Linked DNA regions of Mus musculus: region 2 is linked to region 1. A link is a contact called in public HiChIP or PLAC-seq data. All regions are on one chromosome and are shown on one strand. The core of a region is the stretch at or near the end of the contact, and the rest is flanking DNA. Distances in the headings are between cores, read along the strand shown.

Evidence for each region. HiChIP or PLAC-seq counts read pairs in DNA pulled down with a chosen protein or histone mark.
Region 2: a contact with region 1 is called in an H3K4me3 HiChIP or PLAC-seq map of bone marrow-derived macrophages, with 7 times the contacts expected there. The contact joins two enhancer-like sites. A contact is called at or near these places in 1 of 15 datasets of contacts at CTCF or cohesin (the NIH/3T3 cell line), 2 of 115 datasets of contacts at active chromatin or transcription factors (astrocytes and bone marrow-derived macrophages) and 2 of 9 other capture datasets (adipose tissue and macrophages).

The regions. Positions count from the first base shown.
Region 1 is chr4:63,588,030-63,594,714 of GRCm38.p6, reverse strand. No RefSeq gene overlaps it. Among named protein-coding and RNA genes, the nearest start is that of Gm11213, 9.4 kb to the left of the region's middle. Within about 2 kb of position 4,089, at least 44 of the 459 cell types and tissues checked have an H3K27ac peak or open chromatin away from gene starts, as enhancers often do. A contact at or near this core is called in bone marrow-derived macrophages, where this site is marked.
Region 2 is chr4:63,905,715-63,912,399 of GRCm38.p6, reverse strand. No RefSeq gene overlaps it. Among named protein-coding and RNA genes, the nearest start is that of Tnfsf8, 48 kb to the right of the region's middle. Within about 2 kb of position 2,324, at least 6 of the 459 cell types and tissues checked have an H3K27ac peak or open chromatin away from gene starts, as enhancers often do. A contact at or near this core is called in bone marrow-derived macrophages, where this site is marked.

The DNA of each region.
Region 1 (6,685 bases), core at 2,840-5,339:
CTCCCAATCCTAGGTTTGTGATCTGACCCTCACTCCTGGGTGGGGCCGCCCCTCCAGCTGCTGCTCATAATTCACAGAACTTTCTAGCACTACTCCCTCCTTACTGCCATCTCTTACCAGCACTGACAGTTATTAACACTACAAGACCCCACATTCAAACTACTGTGGTATTAGACCTAACTAATACAGAAATAAATCCAGAGGCTGCCCAAACAGATGGGGAAACCTCGCAGGCGTGATCTGGGATGACAGCAGCATATGAGGCTGGAGAAGTAGCCCAGGTCACAAGGTTTCTTGGGTACAGATGACCCATTCTAACTCAGACCACATGGGAAGGAAAAATAGAGAGAGGTTCACATAGTGTTGGGGGTCAAGTTGGCAAGACATTATTTAATTCTGGGATATAAGGATAGGGAAGAAAGAGAAATGGCAAAATGTGAGAGCCAGGAATGGTGGTGTGGGCTTATAATCCCAGTATTCCTGACACAGGAGGGAAGCGATTTAAAAACCAGTTTAGGGTATGTAGCAACACTTTATCCAAAACAAGCAGGGATGTAGGGGATATTTAGAAGACATACCAGGGAATGGAAGCCATGGGTGCATGGCCTGTGGGGGAACTAGCAGTTGGCTATGATATATAGTCACTCCTCTGGGCCTCAGTGAGGGCCAGCTTCCTCTTCCTCTACAGCTCTCATGATAGATGCCCTGGATTCACCAAACCAGTGGAAAGAGGCATTCTGTACCATTTTCCAGGCCAGTCTTCCTCCTTTCCCCAGCACACCACAGACTCTGTCAACTTGCTTCCTGCAACAGTCAGTGGGTGCTCTGAACATCAAAGAAACTTGTTTCTTTAATTGAGAAGCCCCTCCACAGAAGGCTTGTGAAAAGGCGCTCATGTTGTGACTCTGTCAAGGGGCCCTCAGAGTGAGTGCTATATATTTTTTGGATTTTCAGATAACAGTAAAAAGATCCATGGAAGCCGGAGAAGCCTGGTTTATCTGATTATGGGAAAGCAGCCTAAACTTGACCGAACCTCCTCACTCAGCTCTGTACAAAGCTGTTGGGGGTTTTGTACATCTGTTTAAAGAGATCAGAGAGTTGCTCCCATTGCAGCCCCTGCCAGACCCTAAGTAGAATCCACTCAACTGCAAAGCTTAGCAGAACTTTTCACACATACACACAGAGTAGGTGATGTAAATGACGATGACTGGTGGAGTTCTGGCTTTCAATACACACACACACACACACACACACACACACACACACACACACACACACATACGTTTTCATCTAAAATTCCTGAAGGGCTGGAACCCAGGTGAAATAGAGCAGTTCACATAAAAATACAAGACTAGAATCAAGCGTGATGTCCAGCTCAGTTGTCAACTTGACTATATCTGGAATGAACCACAATCCAGAAATTGGGGGGGGGGGGTAACACCTGTGAAACAGATCTTGAGGCAGAAAGACAGCATGCTTTTGGTCTGGATCTTGAGGCTGGAAGACACAGGCCTTGGTTCCAGATCCTGAGGTGGGATGATACTTTTAATGTGGATAGACACATGCCTTCAATCCAAATCCTGAGGCATGCCTTTAATCTGCTGGAGGCCTAGATACAAACAACGGGAGAAGGAGGGGGTTGTTCCTTCTTCACCTGCTTGCCCTCACTTGGCCAGCACATCCATTCCTTCACTAGCATTGGAGCCTACGTCTTTAGGATTCCAGCTTACACAGATGACCAGCTGAGACACCCAGCTTTGTGGGACTGAGCAACTACTAGAATCTTGGACTTCCCATTCACAGCTGCTCATTGTTAGACTGCAGCCCGTAAGTCATTGCAACAAATTCCATATATATGCAATTTCTCATATATATAATATATAGTGTAACATAATAATTATAATGAATATATATAACATATATGTATATACATATATAAAATGTATATACATATATATATATGCACAACTACAACAAAGAAAAGAAACATGAAATAAAAGCAAAGAATTCTTTACTTAACAAAAATATCTTCAAGAAAAAAGTTGAGACAGTTCAGCAAATACTGAAAATGTCACTGTAAGATTTGTACTGAAAGAAGGCTATTCCAGGGAATTCTCAATATGCTGCTAAACACTGCTCTGCACTAAGATAAGGTCTAAGGTTAGTCCCAGGAGGAAAAAGAGACACAGAAACAAGCATAGGAATATAAAAACAGTAACTTTCAAAGGTGATAAAAAGCAATAAAAAGAACACGGTTAAATCTAAATGAATAATACCTGCTGTGCTCTCAAATACAGAGAACTGTGCCCTGGCGAGAACAGTCTCATAGGCAGAGTGAAGGGCAGCGTGGGCTTTGGTTGCCCAGGGAACAGTGCCATGCTCACATGCCAAACCTCAGTCAACCAGGGATACTGTTGACCTCAGATGACCACTAAAAGAAATGGCTCTCAGAGGGCTCTAAAATGATAATTACCAAAATAAACAAAACTGGGGTGGGGGATGACTGACTGATCTCAGGAAAGGCAAACCAATTGAAAACTAAAAGATGGTACATTTTAACCAGGCACTGTGGAATAAGACTGGAACCCCAGTATGCAGGAAACTGAGGCAGGAGGATTGCAAGTTTGAGGCCAGCCTGGGCAATGCTACGAGATCCTGTGTGATGATTAATCTTCATTGTCAGCTTGACCAGATTCACCCAGAAGGCACACCTCTGGGTGTGTCCATCAGGCCTTTTCTAGGAACGGTTAACCAAGGAGGGAAGCTTCACCCTGAACATGGGTGCCAGCAACACAGGATCCCAAGCAGGCAAAGGGAATGAATCTGGACAAGTGTCAGTATCCCCCTCTGCTTCCTGGGATGCTAAGACATGCAGAGTCCTAGTGACACACACCAGCTTCTGAGATGTCCCCACACACTCCCAGCCAGGAAGGACTGTACCTTTAAATTGTGAGCCAAAATAAGCCCCTCCCCTCCACCATCCAGCTGTATCTGATGAGCGTCCTCTCACAGTGATAAGAAGAATGACTGAGGCAGTGTCTCAAAATTACACATAAAATGAATAAGACCAAAAGGATGCTTACACCAAATACTTCAAACGTGATGTAGTAAATCATATTTTTTTCCTTTGAAAAATTCAGCTGTTATGCTCACAGCCTGCCTGTCTCCCAGGAGGTCTGTAGTAACCAGGGACACAGACAGGAGCCTAGCATGGTTGTCCTCTGAGAGGCCCTACCAGCAGCTGATTAAGACAGATGCAGATACTTACATCCAACCAGCCATTGGACTAAAGTCAGGGACCCCTATGGAGGAATTAGAGGAAGGATTGAAGGAGATGAAGGAGAGGGTGACCCCATAGGAAGGCCGGCAATCTCAACTAACTCAGACCCCCAAAGTGATCCCAGAGCCACCAACCAGGCAGCATACACGGGCTGATCGGGCTGAACGGAGGAGACCCTCAGCACATATATAGCAGAGGACTGCCTGGTCTGGCTTCAGTGAGAGAAGCTGTGCATAATACTTGAGACCCCAGGGAAAGGGGATGGGGGAACACCCTCTCTGAGGCAAGGGGGAGGGGGAATGAGGTGAACTGGGAGGGGGGACTGGGAAGGGGGGCAATGACTGGAATATAAATAAAATTAATTTTTTTAAAAAAGGAAATGCAAAAGATCTAGAAAGTCCAGTGCAATTTTTGAAAAATAAAGTTGGAAGACCCACACTTGCTGATTTCCAAACTTATCACAAGGTCACAGTAAGCAACGCAGCATGGTGCCAGCACACTGCTGAGGATGCAGAGGTAGAAAAGAACTGAGAGGTCATAAATAAACTTGTAGTCAAGGAAAAAAACAGTCAGCTATTACATATCCACAGTGGTGACACCTGAGATGTAAGAACGCAGGTACATTGAAACTGAAACTGTACTAAACAATTGCTAATCGAAACAAAGAGGAAATTTTTCAGTAAACCGTGAGTAGAAAACCTACACCATTTGAGAAAATATAACAACACTTTATGCCATAGTTAGAAACCAGAAAGTTCCCCAACAGGAAGCAAAATGAGGACGTTCCCTCCTCTTTAGCTTCATCCTGGGAACCCTCCTAGCTAACTAGGAAATGAGAAATTGTAAGAAAAGGAAATGAGAGGGACATAGATCAGGAAGACATAAATCCTTGTTTACAGATAGCCAGAATGGTGAAGCAGAAAACCCCAAATAACCAACAAAGAAACTCCTAGAATGAAGAAATCCCTGTGGCAAGCTTGTACCATGAGGCTGTAAGAGCCACAAACTTCGGCGAGAATATTTCCAAGTACTACACTGAGTAAAAGGACCGAGGCTCAAAGTAGATAAAGAACGACTAGGATTAAACAATATGAAAACAACCCTATTTTAAGATGAGCCAATGCTCTTCACAGACGTTCCACCAAAAGACACACAAGTAGTAAATAAGCCCATGAATATATGCCTCAACATTGTGTCAGTGGAAACATGGAAGTTAAAACAAGAAGCCAGAACACCACACCTGTCAGTATGGCCAAGACTTGGAAAGCCACAACACCCAATGCTGCCAGAGAAGCGGAACAAGAACTCTAAGCCACGGCTACCAGTAATGCAGGGTGGCTTAGAAAACCCACAACTCAGCTTAACCGCTTCTTACAAAACTAAGTATACTTTTAGTACAAAACCCAACAACCAGCCGGGCAGTGATGGCCCATGCTTTTAATCCTAGCACTCAGGAGGCAGGGACAAGCAAATCTCTGAGTTTGAGGCCAGCCTGATCTACAGAGAGCGCTCCAGGACAGCCAAGGATACAAAGAGAAACCTTGTCTCAAAAAAACAGATAGATAGATAGATAGATAGATAGATAGATAGATAGATAGATAGATAGATAGATAGATAAACAGACAGACAGATAGATAGATAGATAGATAGATAGATAGATAGATAGATAGATAGATAGATAGATAGATGAACAGACAGACAGACAGACAGACAGACAGACAGACAGACAGACAGATAGATAGATAGATACATAGATACATAGATACATAGATACATAGATACATAGATGAACAGACAGATGGATGAACAGACAGACAGATACAGACAGACACATAATTCTAGCAAACTATACTTCTTGGTAGGCAAAACGTAAAAAAGCTATGTGGATATTTCTAATAGCTTTTATTCATAATTATCAAAACTCATGAGCATCTAGGGTGTCCTTTAGTAAACAAGTGGGTGGATGAGCTGTGGCACAGCCAGACAACAGAAAAGAAATCAGCCTGGGTGTGGCCTATAATCCCAGCACTTGGGAGGCAGAGACAGGTGGATCTCTGTGAGTTTGAGGCCAGCCTAGTCTATATAATGAGGCCATCCAGAATTACATGAGCCAGCCATCTCTACTCCCCTGCCACTATTTTAAAATAATAGTTTAAACTTTTGACATATAATCCACATACTGTAAGACTCACCATTTTGAAATGGCCCATTGTGTGAGCATAAAGCGGCCACTCCCCATTCTCCCTCTCAGCCTCTGACAACCACGAGTGCACTTTCTGTCTTTGGATTTCCCCATGCTGGATGTCTCCGTCTGGAATAATGCAGTGAACAGTATTTTTGTTGTGTAGCAAATTTGCAAGGTTTAGCCATGTTGCATGCTCTGTCTGGAATAATGCAGTGAACAGTATTTTTGTTGTGTAGCAAATTTGCAAGGTTTAGCCATGTTGTAATATGCATCACCTTTGTTCCTTTGATGGCACAGTAGTATTCCACGTATGCCTAATGTCACATTTTGTCTCTTTGCCTCCTGGGTTGCTTTACTCTAGCTAATAAGAGTAGTGCTGTTGTAAATAGTCTTATACACTTTTTTTTTTATAGATTGGTATTTCCTAATAGCCTATGTCTTAGACAGGGTTTCTTTTTTTTAATTAGGTATTTTCTTCATTTACATTTCAAATGCTATCCCAAAAGTCCCCCATACCCTCCCCCACCCACTCCCCTACCCACCCACTCCCACTTCTTGGCCCTGGCGTTCCCCTGTACTGAGGCAGATAAAGTTTGCAAGACCAAGGGGCCTCTCTTCCCAGTGATGGCCGACTAGGCCATCTGCTACATATGCAACTAGAGACACGAGCTCCAGGGGTATTGGTTAGTTCATATTATTGTTCCATCTATAGTGTGCAGACCCCTTTAGCTCCTTGGGTACTTTCTCTAGCTCCACCATTGGGGGCCCTGTGTTCCACCCAATAGCTGACTGTGAGCATCCATTTCTGTATTTGCCAGGTACCATGATAGCCTCACAAAAGACAGCTATATCAGGGTCCTTTCAGCAAAATCTTGCAGGCGTATGCAATGGTGTCAGCGTTTGGAGGCTGATTATGGGATGGATCCCTGGGTGTGGCAGTCTCTAGATGGTCCATCCTTTTGTTAGACAAGGTTTCTATTCCTGCACAAACATCATGACCAAAAAGCAAATTGGGGAGGAAAGGGTTTATTCAGCTTACACTTCCATACTGTTCATCACCAAGAAAGTCAGGACTGGAACACAAGCAGGTCAGGAAGCAGGAGCTGATGCAGAGGCCATGGAGGGATGTTCTTTACTGGCTTGCTTCCCCTGGCTTGCTCAGCCTGCTCTCTTATAGAATCCAAGACTACCAGCCCAGAGATGGTCCGACCCACAAGGGG
Region 2 (6,685 bases), core at 1,075-3,574, 320 kb before region 1:
CACAAAATCAGATACTTCCCATCATGCTTTGCACAACCTCCATCTCTTCTGTTCAGTTCTCCTAGCCAGAACTGAAATGTATAGTTACAAATATCTGCAAGGAGGCTGAGAAACAGTTATATTCATAGCAACCACTGCCACATCTAAAATGCCCCACCTAATGCAGTTGTTTGAATTATGAGCATCTCCCAAAGGCTAGTCTGCCAGCTTATGGTGCCAATGGGAGGCAGTAAAACCTCTGAGAAGCAGGACCCAGGTGGAGGGAACTTAGTCACAAAAGGCATGCCCTTGAAGAGAAGTCTAGGACTGTAGAGCTTTCGTCTCCCTCTTTGTTTCCTTGCCACAGTGAGATGAGGCAGCCCTCAGGCTTCCCCCATGACATACAGAACCAAGCAACCATGAACTGAAACCATAAATCCATGGTTTCATCTTTTTAAGTTGATTACCTCAAGAACTTTGTTACAGTAATAGAAACCTGACTAATATGCAACATTCATTTATATCTGGTAATATATAAAAGTAAGCTTTGCAAGTTTTAATGTTATAGCATCCTCACTAAGTCCTCATGCCAGATGACGGTGTGTTATTTAGAATGTTGCATCTTAACATTTAATGTACATATGAGCCATCTTGTGTTCTTGTTAAAATAAAAATTATTAATCAGTGTTATTGAGATAGCACTAAGATTTTATATTCTAATAAAGTTTCTGTTGATGCTCACATCATATTCATTTTATTTAAAAATAACCAGGTAGTTTTTATTATTACTGCTACTGCTTTTTTAATTGCCAAGGTTTGTGAGATACAGTGAGATATTTTAATATAAGTATACAATGTTTCATGAACAAATAGAAGCTTTTACATTTCTGCTTCCCTTAACATGTTTTTAAATGTGTTAACACAACACTTATGCTTATGAGCTACAGTGTAATAGCATAGTGGCAGTGCATACTAAGAGCATATACCCATATTCATACCATTACTCTATGTCAGGAGCCTCTGACCTCTTCTTTCACAAAGTATTAAGCAGGCTATTGTGAACTACAGTTCATATCACACTTTGAACAGAAAGAAGTCTTTGGAAGAAAATATGAAGATGTCCAAGATGACTTGGAGGCTAAGGTGTTTGTTTAGCCTTCAGGGTCTACGTAGGAGAGCCTAGTCCTGAAAGTTGTTCTCTGGCTTCCAGGTATGCAATGTACAGAAACACACACACACATACACACACACACACACACACACACACACACACACCAAACAAGAATCATAGCATCGTTTTAAAACACAGAAACAAAAGAAAACATGTTGTATCTGAAGAGATGTGGATGGTCAAAAGAGAAGAGGAATACAGCATCATGGCTCCACCTTTTCTGGTTACTAAAACATACAGAGTTTTATTGAATCAAATTAGAGTGATTTGTGAAAGCTAAAGTCTAGTTTTAAGGAAATAAATCTCACAGTGGTTAAGACCTTTAAAAGTTCCACCATTACAGGTTTTAAAAAGTAGGTCGATGTTACATCAATACTTCAAACACAAGTAATAACATTTTCCTACTTATAGCACCAATTTTTTTCAAATCATAAAATTAAAAACTCTACTGGAAAAGAAGCCAGCCAAGAAATTAAGATGTGAGAAGATTATTTATAATAAGACTTCCTCAATCTTTAGCAAAGAACCTAAGCCAAAATATATTTTGTCCCATATTACATTTGCTAATGAAAGTGTGTCATGTAAGTGAATCATGTAAAATAGTCTTCTACAATGAGACATGCAAGAAATTTTTATATCATATTACAGGATATTTCTCTGCTTCTTTCAGCATTTTATATACTATTCAGTCATAAGATTTTCTTTTACATTTATTTTGATGAATCTCACAGTATTTTCCTCTCCCCCTAAATAATAAAAAATTAAAATCTAATAAGATAAAAGAAAAACTAACATATTTGAATTGGACAAACAAACAGAAGGAAAAGATCCCCCAAAAGGCACAAGAATCAGAGACTCACTCATTTGCACACTCAGAAATGTCATAAAAACAGTAAACTGGAAACTATAGTATATATGCAGAGGACCTGGTGACTATCTGTGTAGGCCCTGTGCATGCTGCCTCCATCTCTGTGAGTTCACAAGAGCTGTGCACAGTTTATGTAGAAGGTCTTGTTTCTTGGTTTCCTCTCCTCTCTGGCTCCTATAGTCTTTCTGCTTCTTCTTCCATGGGGTTCCCGGTTCCTACTTTGATATAGACATCTTTTTTAGGATCGAGTGTTCCAAGGTCTCTCACTCTCTGCATGCTGTCTGTTTGTAGGCCTCAGTCTTTGTTCCTATTTTCTGAAGGAGGAAGCTTCTCTGATGGTGGCACTGCTTCACTTCCCTGGCTAGAGTCTTACAATGTTTCCGTTTTCAAAACATATATTTTATTTTTAAATTCTCTCTCTCTCTCTCTCTCTCTCTCTCTCTCTCTCTCTCTCTCTCTCTCTCTCTGTGTGTGTGTGTGTGTGTGTGTGTGTGTGTGTGTGTGTGTGTGTGTGTGCACATATGCATGCAGCTACCCACAGAAGCCAGAAGAGGGCATCAGATCTCCTAGCCCTACAGTCAAAGGGGCTCTGAGACACCAGTTGTGAACTGTACTCTGCTGAAAAGTACAGCAAGTGCTCTAAAGACCTGAGCATCTCTTTAAGCTTCTTAAATCTACAAATGAATTTCTTTCCCCAGTTATGGAAAATTCTTGGCCATCATCTCTTTAAATGCTGGTTCTGACCTATTCTTTTCTGTCCCTCCAACATCACATACACCAGAGCTTCTCATCATGTTTATACTTTGTAGCATTTTCCACATTTTTAGCTGTTTGCATTAATGTCCTGATCATTTTTGCTATGCCCTAACCTACATCATCTGTCCCCTCTTTTGTTACATCCAGTCTTCTGCTGCATTTTATGTTCTAATAGTTCTACTTCGTTCTTTTCTACATGCTATAATAATTAGGTGTATTTCTCACAGTGCATTTTCGTAAAAGTATTAGTCACATTATTTTACAACATGTACCTAACAATGCGTAGAATATATTCATTTGAACGTCATTCATTGTTTATCCCTTGGATCTTTTTTTTTCTTCCCTCTTGATTTGTTTGTTTTATTTTCCTTTGAAAATGGAATATGTTTATATATCAAATGTTGACTTTGAACTTGGTATCTTCCTGCTGGAATTCCAGACATGCTTGATGTACTTAGCAAATTTGTATTGAAAGTGATTGCCTATGAAGAAACTGCCAAGCCTCTAGAAGATGTAACCTTCCAGAGTTTGTTCCACCATAAGCATCTGCAATGGACTCACATCAAATTAGAATAGCCAGGGACTGATCTTAAAAGTTGGTAAGATTTGCTTCACTGCTGAAAAAATTCTGGGACAGAGAAATTAGCATGAAAAACATGTTCTGGGGGAGATCCGAATATGAGTATTTCCAGAGAGGAGGGACTCAAGCCTGAGCAACAGAAGAGATTGGGCTACTTTGCATGCTCACCCATACCCAATTGGGCTCTAACCCTGGGCTAATGTTTCAGAGAGGTTTAAATATATTGCATGAGTGACCAGGCTTTCAGATTCTTATTTTAGCCATTGGCAATGGGTGCACTCTGACACTGAGAGAAAGTGTGACAATTTTCTAAAATTTTGAGGAATTACTATTCTTAGTCATGAAAAGACAGTGGACAGCATTTAAATATAAAGTATGTGGGTGCACTCTTTCAGAATGCTGGGATGGAAGAACTGCCCTTACCATACCGGAGGTTCTCTTGAAGTCTCAGTTTTCACTCATGTCTCATTCTGTGCCCTCCAGATTCTCCTCATTATAAGCTAGAATTTCTACTAGACTTGGTGGCTAATCTGACAGTATGAACCAGCTTCTTGTTTCTGTAGTCTACATTAGAGTATACATTCTAGAAAAATCACACAATCCTTACCACCAATGCCTAAGCTATGTCCCCAATAGCCATTTTATAACTTTCTTTGGATGACATAGAGTGTAATGGCACAAGAGAATTTCCCATGACTATTCTACTGTAGTAAGGGTCCCCTAGTCTGAAAATACTATATGGGATCCAATCCCAGTAAGGCAGTGTCCAGGTGATAATACCACATGAGTCCCCGTGGAAAGGAATAACAACCCACATGCCATTCTGTTTGAAATGAACTTTTGCCCCTTCAAGGTGAGAAGAATGTGATGTAGTCAACAGATGCCATCAACTTCAGGGCAGGTGTCATGGAGCAATGGTACTTCATCAGAGTCTCCGCATCCTTCCCTGCTGTCCACGGGTGCAACACTGAGCAGCAGATAGAGCTTCCCTGCTCTTGATGAGTAGCAGGCCACATGGATAAGCTTTGTGGAGCTTCCATCCTCATTGTCACTGGGATTTTTTTTTTCATGACCGCACAGTGCCAGCACCAAGGTGGCTGGTAACAAGCTATTGCCATCAAGGTGGCTAGGGACAAGCCATTGTCAACAGGTTGCTCTGACATTTTGTCTACTTCATCTTACATGTGTTGCAAAGATTTTCTCATTTTCTGCCCACCCCTGTGTCTCAGTCTCTTGCTTTCAACCTCATACTTTTTGTCTTCCAATGTTTCTCTTTCCTGGCCCCTCACCAAATATCCAAGCCATTCCACTTCCCATATATTTGTAATGTATTCTAACTTTGAGTCACTACTTTGTCTAGGCAGTGTGGACAGATGGCAGGTGCTCAAACCTCTGAGCATGTGAACTTTCCCTTCCTACTGTCTTCTAAGGTCATTTTTGCAGGTGTTTTCCATTCCATCTCAGACTCAGGTACCAACACATCAACATAATAAATAGTTCTTCCTCTATATATGAAACAGTCACAAAGATTTCCTTCCAATCTCCCACTCATTTTATGCATTTATTGGTGAAAACTGAGCCAGGGAGTGCCAGTTAGTGCAGAGGGGTAGCATGTAGATGAGACACCCATTTGTCACATCTTATCCTCAAATCTATACCTACCTCGCAAAATGCCACTTCTGGGTCACATTGGATCATTTCAGCACTCATCCACCTTATGGCTGAAGCCAAATAGAAATCGAACTTTCAGTTCATGGTAGCAGAGCTGGCCATGGTCATAGTCACTTAAGATCAAGATCAAGTGTCCCTTCTTTACCCAGAATATCAGGTAGAAAACACTTCTCCACTAGATTTCTCCACTGCAAACATGGATGTATTATTCACTGACATTAACTCCTACCCTGTGCAATTTCTTCTACCTGTTTCTAGCATTGCAAAGGTTGTGAGTTCACAACCTGAGCAGTGAGGCTACTTTCATCAAAATCTGGCTTTTGTAAGGGATATTCTGAAGAACTGATGCAGATATAATGGGACCACTAACATGGTATTCTCCAGATCATTACAGATGGCCACAGTCTCTGTGCACTTTTTGTTTCTTTGGCCATGAAAATAAAATACAGAGTGTTTTTAATGGAAAAAGGTCCCCACTTATTCTATTTAAATCCCTTTGGCCAAAATTAAATGACATCATCATATGCAGCTACAAATAAGACTGGAAAAAAAATGAGTTTTTTCCTGGATTACCAGACTACGTGCAAGTAATTTTAGATGCTGCATTACTGAGGGAAAACTAAAGAAAAGATACAGGGGAATAAATGGCCTTTCTCCATGGTTTTAATGTTTGTGTCCGTAGAACTAATGGTTCATGTATATATTAAGCACTTTGATCATCTGAGATGTAAGATGAAATAGGAATGTAAGATCCAATGACTCTAATCACCTAGTACATAAATAAAAGTTGAATAATTAACAGCATGTCTCTTCTGCTCTGTGTTCTAAGCCATTTCAACTGTGCCTAACTGTGCTGCTTTGCTTGGTTTCTACAAAAGGCAGTGCCACATCTCAATCTTTGCCTAAAACTCAGCATTACAATAGGCACTCAGCATTGTTCCCCAAGTAGTCTGATGAAAAAAAAAAAAAACAAAACAAAACTTTAGAGATGAAATCATTCCTTGCAATCATTAAGGAAATTGAGGTCCAAAGAGAAAGGGACTTGCCCAAGGTCCCTGCTTTCATCTGCATGTTGTCAAAGATTCATATCTCTGTCTGCAATCAAAACGGAGTCTAGCAAGACTCTACAATCTAAGAAGTAAAAGTTGAGCTTCCTAGGATGCCCCTGCCGAATATGACTCACAGGAAAAACCCCTAAGGACAGACGCCAGCCAACACTGTATGGAGTTTCCTAGGCTCTTTAACTCCTCACCTTTGAGTAGGTGCAGAGCCAATCTATATTGCTAAGGAACTTTTCAAACCACCCTCTGTGATTTTGCCAAAAAGGATCCAGATTTTGCCTAAATATCAAGTTGCCTGCACATACTTGAATTTCTCCCCTTTGAGGCTCACTACTCATATCTGAGAACATTAGTTACTTTGGCTGAGTTTCTAATTATTTCTATCTTGCAGCTGGTTATGCTTATGCTAAAGTATGAAGAAGAGCAGGTTAAACAACATAATATATTTAGCCCAACTCCTTTCCTGATAAAATTTATTTCTGTTCTCTTAAACCCATGTATCAGAGAGCTAAGAATGTAGATTAGTGGTCTGGAGTTTAGTAGGTAGAAGGTACTAGTGTCCCTTCCCAGCCTGTGAAGGAGAAAAAAAAAAGCTACCC